2 separate regions of the Mus musculus genome follow, and region 1 is linked to region 2. A link is a contact called in public HiChIP or PLAC-seq data. All regions are on one chromosome and are shown on one strand. The core of a region is the stretch at or near the end of the contact, and the rest is flanking DNA. Distances in the headings are between cores, read along the strand shown. Region 1 has its middle 9.6 kb from the start of Gm22845. Region 2 has its middle 84 kb from the start of Ttc32.

Evidence for each region. HiChIP or PLAC-seq counts read pairs in DNA pulled down with a chosen protein or histone mark.
Region 1: a CTCF HiChIP or PLAC-seq map of the NIH/3T3 cell line shows a contact between it and region 2, with 7 read pairs. The contact joins two enhancer-like sites.

What each region holds. Positions count from the first base shown.
Region 1 is chr12:9,852,616-9,859,022 of GRCm38.p6, forward strand. No RefSeq gene overlaps it. Among named protein-coding and RNA genes, the nearest start is that of Gm22845, 9.6 kb to the right of the region's middle. Within about 2 kb of position 3,691, at least 38 of the 459 cell types and tissues checked have an H3K27ac peak or open chromatin away from gene starts, as enhancers often do. A contact at or near this core is called in the NIH/3T3 cell line, where this site is marked.
Region 2 is chr12:9,111,057-9,116,909 of GRCm38.p6, forward strand. No RefSeq gene overlaps it. Among named protein-coding and RNA genes, the nearest start is that of Ttc32, 84 kb to the left of the region's middle. Within about 2 kb of position 2,740, at least 77 of the 459 cell types and tissues checked have an H3K27ac peak or open chromatin away from gene starts, as enhancers often do. A contact at or near this core is called in the NIH/3T3 cell line, where this site is marked.

The DNA of each region.
Region 1 (6,407 bases), core at 2,441-4,940, 740 kb after region 2:
AACGTATACTCCTGGTCTCAGTCTATCACGTTGGAATTTCTTTTTAGATAAAATTCCCCATTGTGCTATGCTATTTTCCTCTCCCCACTTCCTTTCTCCCATGATGCTTGGACATTAGGAATCTTTCCAATGAGAATCACTGCTAACTCAGTTTCATTTTGTGCTTCTAGTTTTCAGCTTGTCCTCATATTTATTATAATGATTTGAGTACATTTAAATGAACTTTTAAATGTATCTAGTTAAGAAAAAAAGTTAAAAATGCGCTATATTGTGATCTCGACGATTCTTTCTGGCGGGAGACATATTGGCTTTCAGAATACAGTTAACAACACTTTTGAGAAAGAGATCTCCTGACTTCATTGTTCCAAGTGCAGATGGCTAGGTTTCTAGAGTCTGTGCAGGTCAGCACTAAGTAGAATTGCTGGTAGGGTTGTACATGCCTGGGCAGTAAGACAAGGCCACCTTTATTGTTAGGTCACTTCTAAATGGATAATCATGTGAGCTGCAGGCCTGGATTATCAGACTGGTTTATGGACATACACAGACACACACACATATCATATACATATATAGTCATGGTCAGAGCTAGACACGTTTTTGAGAATTTTTCAAATCCAACTGATATTGTAGGTAGATAAATCTCAGACTATAGATGGTATCACAGCCAGAATGATCTCCTTACCTACTCTACAGAGATATACATGTTCTAATCCTGAGACTCCATGAATACACAAGAGCGACATTGAAGGTATAATAAATTCAGTTAAACACAGCTGAATCTAATAGTAGATTCTGTAGTGAGAGGAAGGGGGCCACACCTGGAGAAGGATATTCATCTACTAGTCTGGGAAATCTCTCTCTTCTCTCTTTCTTTGCTTGGTCAATTGTTTCATCTTCTGTGAATACCTCCTAGTGAAGCCTTCCCTCTGACTTGGCTCAGACTGTCTCTCAAGGCTATTGACACCCCTTGGATCTTCTCTGAGTTCATTGTATGAGTTTCCCAAATCACCTCTCCCACATGCTGAAGACTCCTCATGGGCATGAATAAGTTCCTAATCCTCTCGCATAGGAGACTTGAGTGATTCCTTTTGAATCAATACTTCAAAGAGGAAACATAGCTCTCTTTCAGATGCTTAGTGTTTTAAACTTTCTAGTAAGTGCTAGGGAAAACCACATGTATTTCCTCTGGAGTATCATTACTGTCTTTTCCTTATGCATAGATGTTTATAGGGATGACCTTAGAATCTGGTGGACACAGACAAGTTGCTGTGGAGGACAAAGTCTAGGAAATGCCCTAGGACCACTGATCTAAGTGGAACCATGCTTTCAGTTGGCTTAGATGGAACCTCCTTGAGCTGCTTAGCCACTAATAGCTGCTTATGTAGCACCATAGACAATAAGGTGTTTTCTCTGATGGTGCCAACAGGTTAGCTAATACCATCTTACGCCCAGAGAAGCCAAACTACCTAAAACAAAGGAAACTCTTCCTCTAGGATGCTGAGGAAATGCTATTGCCAGATATCATTTAGCACTGGAAGAGAGGCTCCAAAGTTCTATTAAGGGCTAATTGCAAACACCTGCTCATAGTTACAAAAACAAGCATAAAGGGATATCTTTCACCAATGCCTATTTTGACCAGCTGTTAGACTCTGGGTCATTTTAGACAAGATGTTCCTATTTTTTCCCCTGAATTATTTTCTGTTTCTCTGAGAAACAAGACTATACATGGATACCCAGGTGTGTCCATCCCTCTAAACACAATGGAGATCATTTCTCTGGCTTGCTGTCTAGTGCTTGTGGGAGAGTTTTAAGCTGTGGACTCCTTTACTTTAGCATCCTTGATGTGAGTCATACCCAGTGGTTAATGCTCATATGCTATCACTGCAAAAGGCTTTAGACGTTGATGGGAGAAGACTTTTGGGATGCAGCTAGTTCTTCATTATCGATATTTAGTTTCAAGGCAGCTTAGCTGAAAATGCATGATGATGATTAGCTAAAGTCAATGTCAAGGGTTGCAGGGGAAGGGAGCATATGTGCAGGCCCCAAAACATCATGGTGGGCTCATCAGAAAGCTTTTCCCTAAGAGCAATTATTTCTCCCAACTGCCTGCACCTTTTGAAAGATTCTTGGGATCATACTGAGAAACTCCTGTCTGGCAGGCAATTTATCACTGAACCACATCCCCAGCCTCTTTTCTGTCATTGGATGCTCTTGTGAAAAAGGTCAATGGTCTGATGGACTTGGAAACTGCTATATCTTACATCTTTCAGAAATTTATGATAATGTAATTTAAAAAGTCTGTCAAAATAGGAACCCAACTAAGTGACCTGACTCAGAATTTCTTAAGTTCACTTTCCTAAAGACCTTTTAGCTACATAGTACTTTTTTTCAAATCATATAATTAGAATTCTGTCCTTTGACTTTTTCCAAACCTGACTTTTTTTAAAAGTCCTTGTCCATGCTCTGTTGTGAGGTAAAATACTTTGTCCCACTTTCTAAGTTGTAAATACTTACCACTCTTGAGGTAACTGTTATTGATATCATCAGGAAGGTCCTCAGAGGCTGGGCTGGTAGGTAAGAGCCATCATGCCACTCACTATAGATGGCAGAGCTATAACCAGAATCTAGTTTTTTTCCCCCAAATTTTGTTTATTATCTCCTTTCTGTGCTTCTAATAGGTTCATAAAATGTCATTTTCCCCAGTATCAACCTAGAAGTCCAGAACATGGATATTAACAGAGTTTATTCCTACCTTAAGTTTGCCCCCTACACTTGCACTGCTGCCAACTGTAAGGAAGGGAAGAGAGAGTGGCCAGTTACTAAATGAAAGAAGTCTGGGAAACAAAAATCATGTTCACAGAAGTGAGGCCCCCTCACTCCTGCATTTGATAGTTACTAAAGAGGACAAGGTAAGATTGCTCAACTCCAGATCTTAGAATCCCCATGAATTTCACTACCTTACATAAGACTAGCTCCCAGAAGCAAAGTTTTAGGGAAGACAATTATTCTAAAGGATGCCAGGGCATAGTGGTTGGAGGATTTTCCTGTACTGTGGCCCGAGACTTGTTCAGTCAAGTAGAAACAAACTGTAATCCTGAGGTTTTTTTTTTTTTTTGTAGGACTCACAGCCAGTCTTTTATTATTTTAAGAACACTTGGTTGCTATCCTTAGATATGGAGGTGGGGATAGGGAAAGCCTAGGGCTCAGGGAAACAGACACATTCTTCTAGAAATAACAACTTTGTTCTGTACACAGGAGTGTGGTCCCCGGGGCAGTGCTACTACATTCCAGGGCTCTACCCAGGTTGATGAATAGACACAATTTCATCTCATTAGTTATTGACACAGAGTGGAGACTCCGTCCATTATGCACCTAGTATAACCTTTAAGGAGAAGATCCCACCAATGACCTGAGAAAGTGGCATTTGGTCTGAGTAATAGGTCAACACACCTGCACTGAGCCTTGTGAGCTGTGCTTAGACTTCCTCACCTTTCAGTGTGTGTCCCTGATGGGTGCCCCATAGCAAGAATGTGAACCTCCCCCTGGAACATCTGTGATTGCCCAACTGAGCTTAGCCATGTTCTAAGAAGTCAGTACTGAGTACTTTCAATAAAACAGAGCTATGTCCTCGAGCTGTAAATGCCTCCCAAAGACAATCAGACAGAACTGCATTGTTTCAGGGAGAAAGCCTCCTTACATAGTGGTCATATTGTGGTTACTGGGAGCTTGGTGACTAATCCACACAGAGGATGTACAGGAGAGAGGGGCTGGCATCTTTCCAGTGGATGGTGATGCTCTTAGATTAGGATTTGCATTGCTTTGCGTGCGCGCGCGCGCGTGCACACACACACACACACACACACACACACACACCCCAAACACAAGCTTTCATTGTGAAGTTTCTTGGCACCCTTGTGTTCCCAGTGTGAATTGGCTTGTGAGTAGAGATCTCCTCTTTTTGTCTGGGGGAAATTGTGTTATGGAAACTTGAATGATTCCTACAATACAAAAATGCACAGTGTGAATTGGTAGGATTGCCCAGTGGATAAAGGGGTTTGGTGCCAAGCCTGATGACTTGAGTTTGGTTATGTGGAACTTACATGAAAGAGGGAAAGAGCTGAGTCTTGCAAGTTGTCCTCAGACTTCCACATATGCACCAGGACATGCATGTACTTAATATAGAAACACACACACATACACTAACACTAACACACACAAACACATACACACACTAACACACACACACACAGTGGGCGTTACAAGAAAAGACTTTACACTGTACTATCTACATTTGCACTTCCAAAAATGTATACTGTGTACTTTACATATCAAAAACAGAATATTAGACAATAGGTTCTTGGGACATCATCATCTTTGGATATTGATCAACGAGTATGTACTTAGTATATAGTCTCAATTATTTTATGGGTAATATCTACAAATCTCTGTTTGGATCCTGAATAGCCTAGTTGATTCACATTAGTGCACTAGGATATTTTGCATCACTTTATTGCTAAGGTGAAAGAGAATTGTATTGGAAACAACGTTGCTTAAACAGAACTGAAAGAGTGATATAAAAGAGGCTGATGGATAAGTGCTGGTACTTAGCTGGTTCTGAATCTTAGACACCTTCTCTGTGTCTCTGTCCTCTAATCATGGAAGACTTCTCTGGAGAGTACTCCATGAGATATGTATGTAAGTTCTTCTTACTCATCTGTCTTGTCCTGTATGCTGACAGATTGGCATAAGATGGCACTCTGAGTTTGGACAATTATGAATTTTTTTCTAAATATTATCCCCAAAATTGGTGGTCTCTCAAGTTACTACAGAACACTGGGTGAGTTGATTAAAGGAAAGGTAAATGGGTGGGGATGGTCCAGGGCTAATTAGGGATTCAGTTAATGATTCAAATGTAATCATAGGCAGTGGGCATAGCTAATGAGTGTTGGGCTTTATACTTTTTATTGTCTATTTTTATAATTCTTAACAAGATGTCTGTGTATGTACATGAGAGTGCAGCTACATACTGAGGCCAGAGGTGTTGACTACCACCACCCTTACAGTCACTGAGCTAGAGGTAAAGGTTCCTGTGGACTACCCCATGTAGATCCATAGCCCTTCACGCTGAGCCTCTACAAGCGCAGTCTACAGTCTACCACTGAGCCATCTCTCCAGCACGACAGAATTTTCAGTTCATATTCTTCGATTTTCAGATTCTTCAGTGCCTGAATTCAACATATGCCTTAGCCTATAAGGACACTCTACCTAGAATGTAGTAACTGTAAGTCTTTCAAAGCAAGCCTTCTGCCAAGGTGGGGTAGAATGCACTGTTGTTTATTTTTATAACCTAGGGTCACACAGAACAGGCCTCAAAACTCAAGAGACAAAGCAGTGTAAGTTGTGTCTCTTTATTCTGTGCTCAAGGCCTTTCAATGGTATGAAACATCTCCTTGTTCTCTTATTGTGCAATTCAGCATACAGCTCTGAATAGGACCGTTTATAACTGGAAATTCCAGTGGAGTTCCACTTGTTCCTGACTTGTTTCCATGCCAGATGACACCCTCAGAGACTTTGAAGTTGCATGTTTGAAGGAAGTGCAACCCACCCACACCTCTGACTCCATATGTCTACCAATGTGTCAGCCCAGACTCTTGGAAAGGCAGTGGGCTTTTTTGGAAAAGCAGCTTCTGCCTGAAAGTGGATAGGAGCCCATCTCCAGAAGACGGGGATGCCTCATGATCCAATATGTCCTGTGGTTGAGGCTGATGCTGATGCTGATGGTGTTTCCAGAAGTTTCATCTGCAAGGAGAGGCTGAGGTCACTATCCAAGTTGCCCATGGGTCCTGGCTATAGCAAGCTTGTACCAGGGTTTTAGGGCAGGGTGGTTTGGCTTATGTGGTATAGATCCAAACACATTCTAATCTCTCCTTAGGGAACAGTACCTGTTTCATGTTCCTGTTCACCTCATTTGTATATGACGAAGTTTCTAATTGCATCTGAATTTCCAGGGTTTCATGGATTAAAAATGTGGCCAAACACAGGGATGGCTTTGTACCCTGGTAAGGACAAGAAAATATGAGCAACATTATTTATTCAACTCATAGTATGTTGTTTAAAATTTTGATATTGTGTTTCATTTAACTAGCACAAAAATCCCGTGCAGATATCTATATTAAACCAAAGAGTAAACTGCAAAAGCTTAAGGACTTTCATAGTTACTGAGCAGGAAGATGCGATTCACACCCACCTAACTCTAATTCCACAAAGGGCCATTTCTTTTAAATCATGGTCATTTTCAGAAGTCTTTCCCATTGAGATGAGTGCCCTATACTCTTGGCCATCAAGAGCTTTTAGTAGTGCATCTTAGGAAGGCTAATACCTAACTTTACTGGCTCTAGCTGTGTGCT
Region 2 (5,853 bases), core at 1,490-3,989:
GCCATTATGAATTCTATTTTGTTTTTATAGTACAATTGATCATTTATAACTCAGCACATGCATTTTTGCATTTCTTTTTAATTCTAAGAATGTCTGTAGGCCATGGTGACCTTCTCAGTCTTAATGTCTATTAGCACCCATCCAAGCTCCTGTCATGACATCCCATCTATGGCACCCAGGGTACCTCAACCTCTCTTCTGCCTCTATACCTCCACATGTGTGGTACCCAGTGTCTGAGATGCTCTCATCTGTCCTGTTCATGAACTGAGATCCTTCCTTCCTTACAGTGTCACTGTGGATGCTTAGTCCTCCAGGAAGTATTCTTGGGAGTTCCAGAAAATTCTATAGTCACCCCCATGTTTTTGTAGCTCTTGCTTCACTGCTGTTTGCTTTCTGAGTTCTCTTTGAGTGTGTGTGTGTGGGGTGGGCCTTGGCCATATTCCTCAATCCCATCAAGGATAAGTTTGTATAAACTAAAAGCAAATAAGTTCTGTTGCTGACAGAGAAGAGAATGACTTTCAGTGAAAAGTTTTCATGTAAGCCCAATACGTGCTCTCTGCAATACATTGCTTTGGGTCATGAGTTGACCTGGAGAGGCTACTGAATGCTCATGTGTGCACCTATGGGCTCTGGGAATGCCTTTCTCATTAGTGTTTCTAATCTGCTGCCAGGGAATTGAAGGCTAGAAGGAGCATGGGTACTTCTAAGTTATATGTAACTGTTTTTATTTAGTCTTTAAAATCTTCCTCTCCCGCTGTGTACATGTATATGTATGTATGTATGTATGTATGTATGTATGTATGTTTGCTACATGGAGATGTGGGTGTATGTGTGGGTGGGGTCACATACACACCTGTAAAAGCATATGGAGGTCAGGGATAATCTTGTGTGTTGTTCATCAAGGGCTCTCACCTATCCAGTTGACAGGAGTTGTAAACTTTTTAAAAAGAGAAAACCTTTCACTAGGACCTGGGCTTGCTGATTACTTTGTGCCGACTGACCAGTGACACACCCTTGTAGACATTCTCAGCACTGGAGATGACAAGCGGGCATCACCATGTTTGACTTTTGTGTAGGTGCTGGGAACCAAACTCATGCTTATGTGGAGAGCACTGAATCGAATGAACCATCTCCCCACCCAGTATCTACTAATCTGAATAAATAGTGCACTAAGTGAGGGATTTAAAAAGGCTTTGGTGATAAAAGGCAAGGACATGTCCTAGACGAAGCCTTCACTTACCATACTTCTCTATACCCAATACACATTGTCTTATTTAACCCTAAAGGAATTTAGGGAATTTGCAAGATACAGTGGCAACAATCCAAGAGAATATAACAAAGAGAGTCTTCTTCAAGCCCAAGAAGGTCCAGAGCTGTGAATAAAAGCAGCACCATGAGCCACAGTGAGTCAGGGACGGATGCTGAGCAATAGCTGCAGCTGTGTCTGTCCTGTGTCTGTGATGCTTGGGAGACTCTGCCTGGGGAGAGCAGGGTCTATTGGTAAAGCTCCCAGCTAGCAGCTACATCCTGTTTATATGTCTAGTCCTAGTACCTTCTATTGGCCAAAACAAGGCAAAGGACAATTGGACCTATTTGTACAGCCCCAGGTCAGCCTACAGGCATAGCGCACGAATGGAGCCATCACAGTATACAACAATATGAGCCCTCTGCATCTGGTCTGCCTCAGGATGACTCCCTTGCAGGTCACCATTAGCATGTAGGCAGATGAACAGACTCAAACCTGAGAGCCACCAATTGTGTCAAGCAGGGGCCTTTGAGAGCTGGTTTGCTCTGTTCCCAGATGAGTTTCCCTAGAGGATCTAGAATTGGAGTCTTGCACAGACTGCTAGAGGCTGGTTATTTCTAGGATGCCATGTCAGACCTGGTCAGATAGGCAAAGTCTGCGGAAACTTCTCTTCATGGCTTACCTTCCCTCGGAGATCCAGCCAGGGGCTTTATCCTTGGGCCTGGAAAGTGGAAGGTAAGGTAGAAGTGGAGGCTTGCTCAGAGACATGGAGACTAGGGAACGCTGAGCAGCCAAATGCTGGCATAATCAGGAACCCACTGTAGTATGTGAGTTGTGGGAAGGCAGACAGCTCTCAGTTTGCTGCTACTGGGACTGAAAGTACCGCAGCTGGGTGACTTAGTCACTGTATAGATGCTTTGATGCTAGATGAAGCTGAGCTTGGATCTCAGCTCCCAAATTGAACTGTAGGCAAGTTGCTTAACCTCTTGGACCCCCAGTTTCTATAGTGCTAAATTCGGAAATAATTCTGATACAAGGAGATAGTGTAAGAATTAGAGAAACCCATGTGGATTATTTACCTCTGCCTGCCAATTGGATCTATATTAATTATGAAATAATCATTTGAGCAGATCTGGTCGCTCAACCTGTGCTCACTTTGTTCCGTGTTTTCTAAAACAACTTTGCCTTTAGTGCTTTCCCAGTGGGTACCCTGAGAAGAGACCAAGGCTGCATATGAGTTAAAGCTGGGCTCAGGCCCCCAAATAGCTTGTTTTTAACTTTCCCACATGGCACACTTCTTAGAAAAAAGTTGTGGAACATTTGATGATCAGTTTACAACCCCAAGAACAAGAAAAAGCTCTTCTGTCAGCTAAAAAAAAAAAAAAAAAAAAATAGATGGATGTTGTTTCTGGGAGGAGGGATGTTGTATAGTGGTCCAGGAGGAGATGGTGAGTCAGAAGTGCTGAGACCTGGGCCAGGCTGTCCCCTCAGCCCACCTCCTGTGAGTCAGCACTGACCACGAGGCCTGGTGGGCAGCAGGCCCAGCAAGCTGCCGAGCCACATGGCACGTTGCTCAGCGGACGGCAGCTGTGCTCTTCTGTCACCCTGTCTTGGGACATGAGAGAGTGTGTTGTAAAGCCACAATTGTCAGGGTTGATATGGCCCCTTCTGTCCATTTTCTAGACCAAATCTTCTGCGTCACTGTCTAATTCTAACCATGCCCCACAGTCACCACAATAAAGGGAACCCCTTTATTTTATAATCTTTGTGGGACATGTTAGGGGTGGTATTTGGTCTGGCAGAGCTGGGGGGTGAAGTAAATGTTCTCTTTTAAGGACTTTGCATGGGTCTGGACCTGAAAGGCAGCCTTTCCTTTTAGTTACCCAGAGTAATGAATCTAGAGTGCAGAGAATCAGGATTCACAAAACAGTATGCCTAAGAGACAAGAGGAAGCAAGCCCTGTGATTGCTCAATATCTGGGCAGTCTTGATGAAAGGATGTCTTTCCCAAAATACACTGCAAGGACATAGGGCAGGGAGACCAGCCAGACTCCATCTCTTCATGGCCATGTGTCTTAGATATTGAGACAGACCTTTTTGATCCAGCAAAATAAGGAAGGCAGTCACCTCGTAGGGTTGTAGGTGGTGCTAAACTGAGTAAGAGAGATTATGTGAAAGCACATTGTGATACCAGGCAAAAAATAATAAATGCAGGATATCACATAGTTAGATAGGAGAGTGAGCCATTTACCTGAGGTCACATGCTGTTACTGCCAGAGTCAGGAGCCAAGTGCGAGACTCTCTTTCCATTGTTCCCTGTTGTCTTAGTCATTTGTGAGAGAATTATTTGCCAAAAGCACTTTAATTAGCAAGCACTTTACTCAGGTTGCATGCCTATGTTTTATTTTTGTCTATGTGTGTGCATGCATGTGTTTAGGTGCATACATATACTATGTATGTATTTAATGTATGTATGTATGTATGTATGTATGTATGTATGTACTTATGTATGGAAGCCAGAGGTCAATCGCAAGATGTTTTCCTCTGAAACTGTACCCCTTTTCCTGAGACAGGAGATGTCCCCAGGATCAGGAATTCAATGATTAGCTAGCTTGGCTGGCCAGGAAACCCCAGAGAAGGGATTACAAATGTGCACCATCACACCTGGATTTCTATGTAAGTGATGAGGTTCAAACTCAGGACCCCAAGCTGTGTGTCAGGTCCTTTACCTGTCTTGGGGCAAGGGCACTGTGGCTGTTGGAGAAGCAGGGTCCAGTAGACCTCTGCAGATGGGACATGCTGTGGCCCTGACTGCCACATAGTAAGTTTAGAGACTATCCTATAAAACTCTCAGCTTGGGGTGGTAGCCCTCTGGCCAGGCTGGAACATTTACTTAGCATCAAATGGAAGCATGAGTAGGCTTCTAAGGGCTGCTGGGTACTTACTTCCCCAGAATATGTGTGTCTAAATGTGCAGGGGATTTCCAGAGGACACTCTGCTTGAGGTCCCTGTTATCTCCAGAGCTGAGCAAGGACATTTGTGTTGACGAACAAGTATCTCAAGCAAGAGACTTGAGAAAGGGATACAGTAGGAAAAGCGGAGAGCCTCCCAGCCTTCTCTAGATCTGAATAAGCTAGGATACCTCCTTCCCATCAGAGGGATGTGTGCCACGGCTCTATTGATCGCTGTACCTATAGGTATAGACTTTTAGTAGCCCTACATCTTGTCTTGCCTTTCTAAGAGCTCCTCAGATGGACCAGGGTAGCTCCCTGTATTATGCTTTTCTCTACCTTAGGGCTACAGGGGTTTCCCCTGGCATGTCTGCTGCCCTCCTTTCTCATGACTTATCTCCCATGATTTCCAATGCACACTGCTCCAATACAGCACCACTGGCTCACCTGTGATTCTTTCCATTACAGCTTTCTGTGTGATGTTGGTTTTTATTGAAGTGTAGGAATGGTCTTTGTCTTGTTGGTTGGGGATGCTCATGAGTCAGGAAAGTAGTTCAGTCAATGGCTTCCTGCCTGCTTATAAATGGTATCTGGTATGGAATTGAGCTCCTGTAAATGTCTGGGCCATTTAAGATCACAGCTCCCAGGTAATCAGAGCAGGGAATGTTGGATTAGGATCCTTTCCTTGGATCCTCAGAGAAAGGGGGCTGAATAATGTGGTTTTGGTCCAGAACCATTCCTATTTCGAATAGTACACCTTTGGTTTGTCATGAGAACGAGGCTTCATGTGATGAATGGTCTTCAGTGTAAGCTCAACTGGGCTGGGAATTACCCATGGGACATACCTCTGGGCGTGCCTGTGAGGGCATTTACAAAGAGGTTTAGCTGAGGAGAGGTGAGCTTCCATGAATGTAGGCAGCACAGGTCCATGGGCTGTTAGACTGGACCATCTAAAAAGGGGAAAACAGAGGGAGTCAGATGAACTTTGGTTTCTGCTTCCTGACTGTGGCTGTAATGTAACCAGCTAAGTCATGTTCTAAAAACCAGACTGCCATGGTTTCTATATTTTTCTGCCATGATGATATACTTAGAACTGTGAGCCAACATGAACCTTTCCTGCCTCATGCTTTTGCCAGGCATAAGGCAGACATGCTTTTACATATATAACCGATATTTTATTATAAAACATATCACTAATATGGAGATTCACTGACTTAGAGGCCAGAGAGGAAAGAGGTCAGTCTGCAACATCTGTGGAAAATTAGATACCTTTGGGGGCTAGAACAAGTTCAAATGGTGTAGCTCCCCAATTTCTTCAGCCTTTCCATTCTCATGAATTCCTTCCTGACAAGTATGTAAGTGGGTAAATGTACAAGTGAACTGACACATAGGTGGGCTTTCAGGGAGACATTTTTGGGAACCAAACCCAGATATATCAAGGCAGACTGAGTCACCTAGCTGCAGTAGATGGAGAGACTATAGTCCATTTTTCTCATTGTCTCATGGATTTACTGAGGTTTTGTATCTAACTATATTAGTCACTGTTATATTGGTGTGAAGAGACACCATGACCATGGAAACTCTTATAAAAGAAAGCATTTTATTGGGACTGTCTTACAGTTTCAGAGGTTTAATCCATTGTTATCATGGCAAGAAG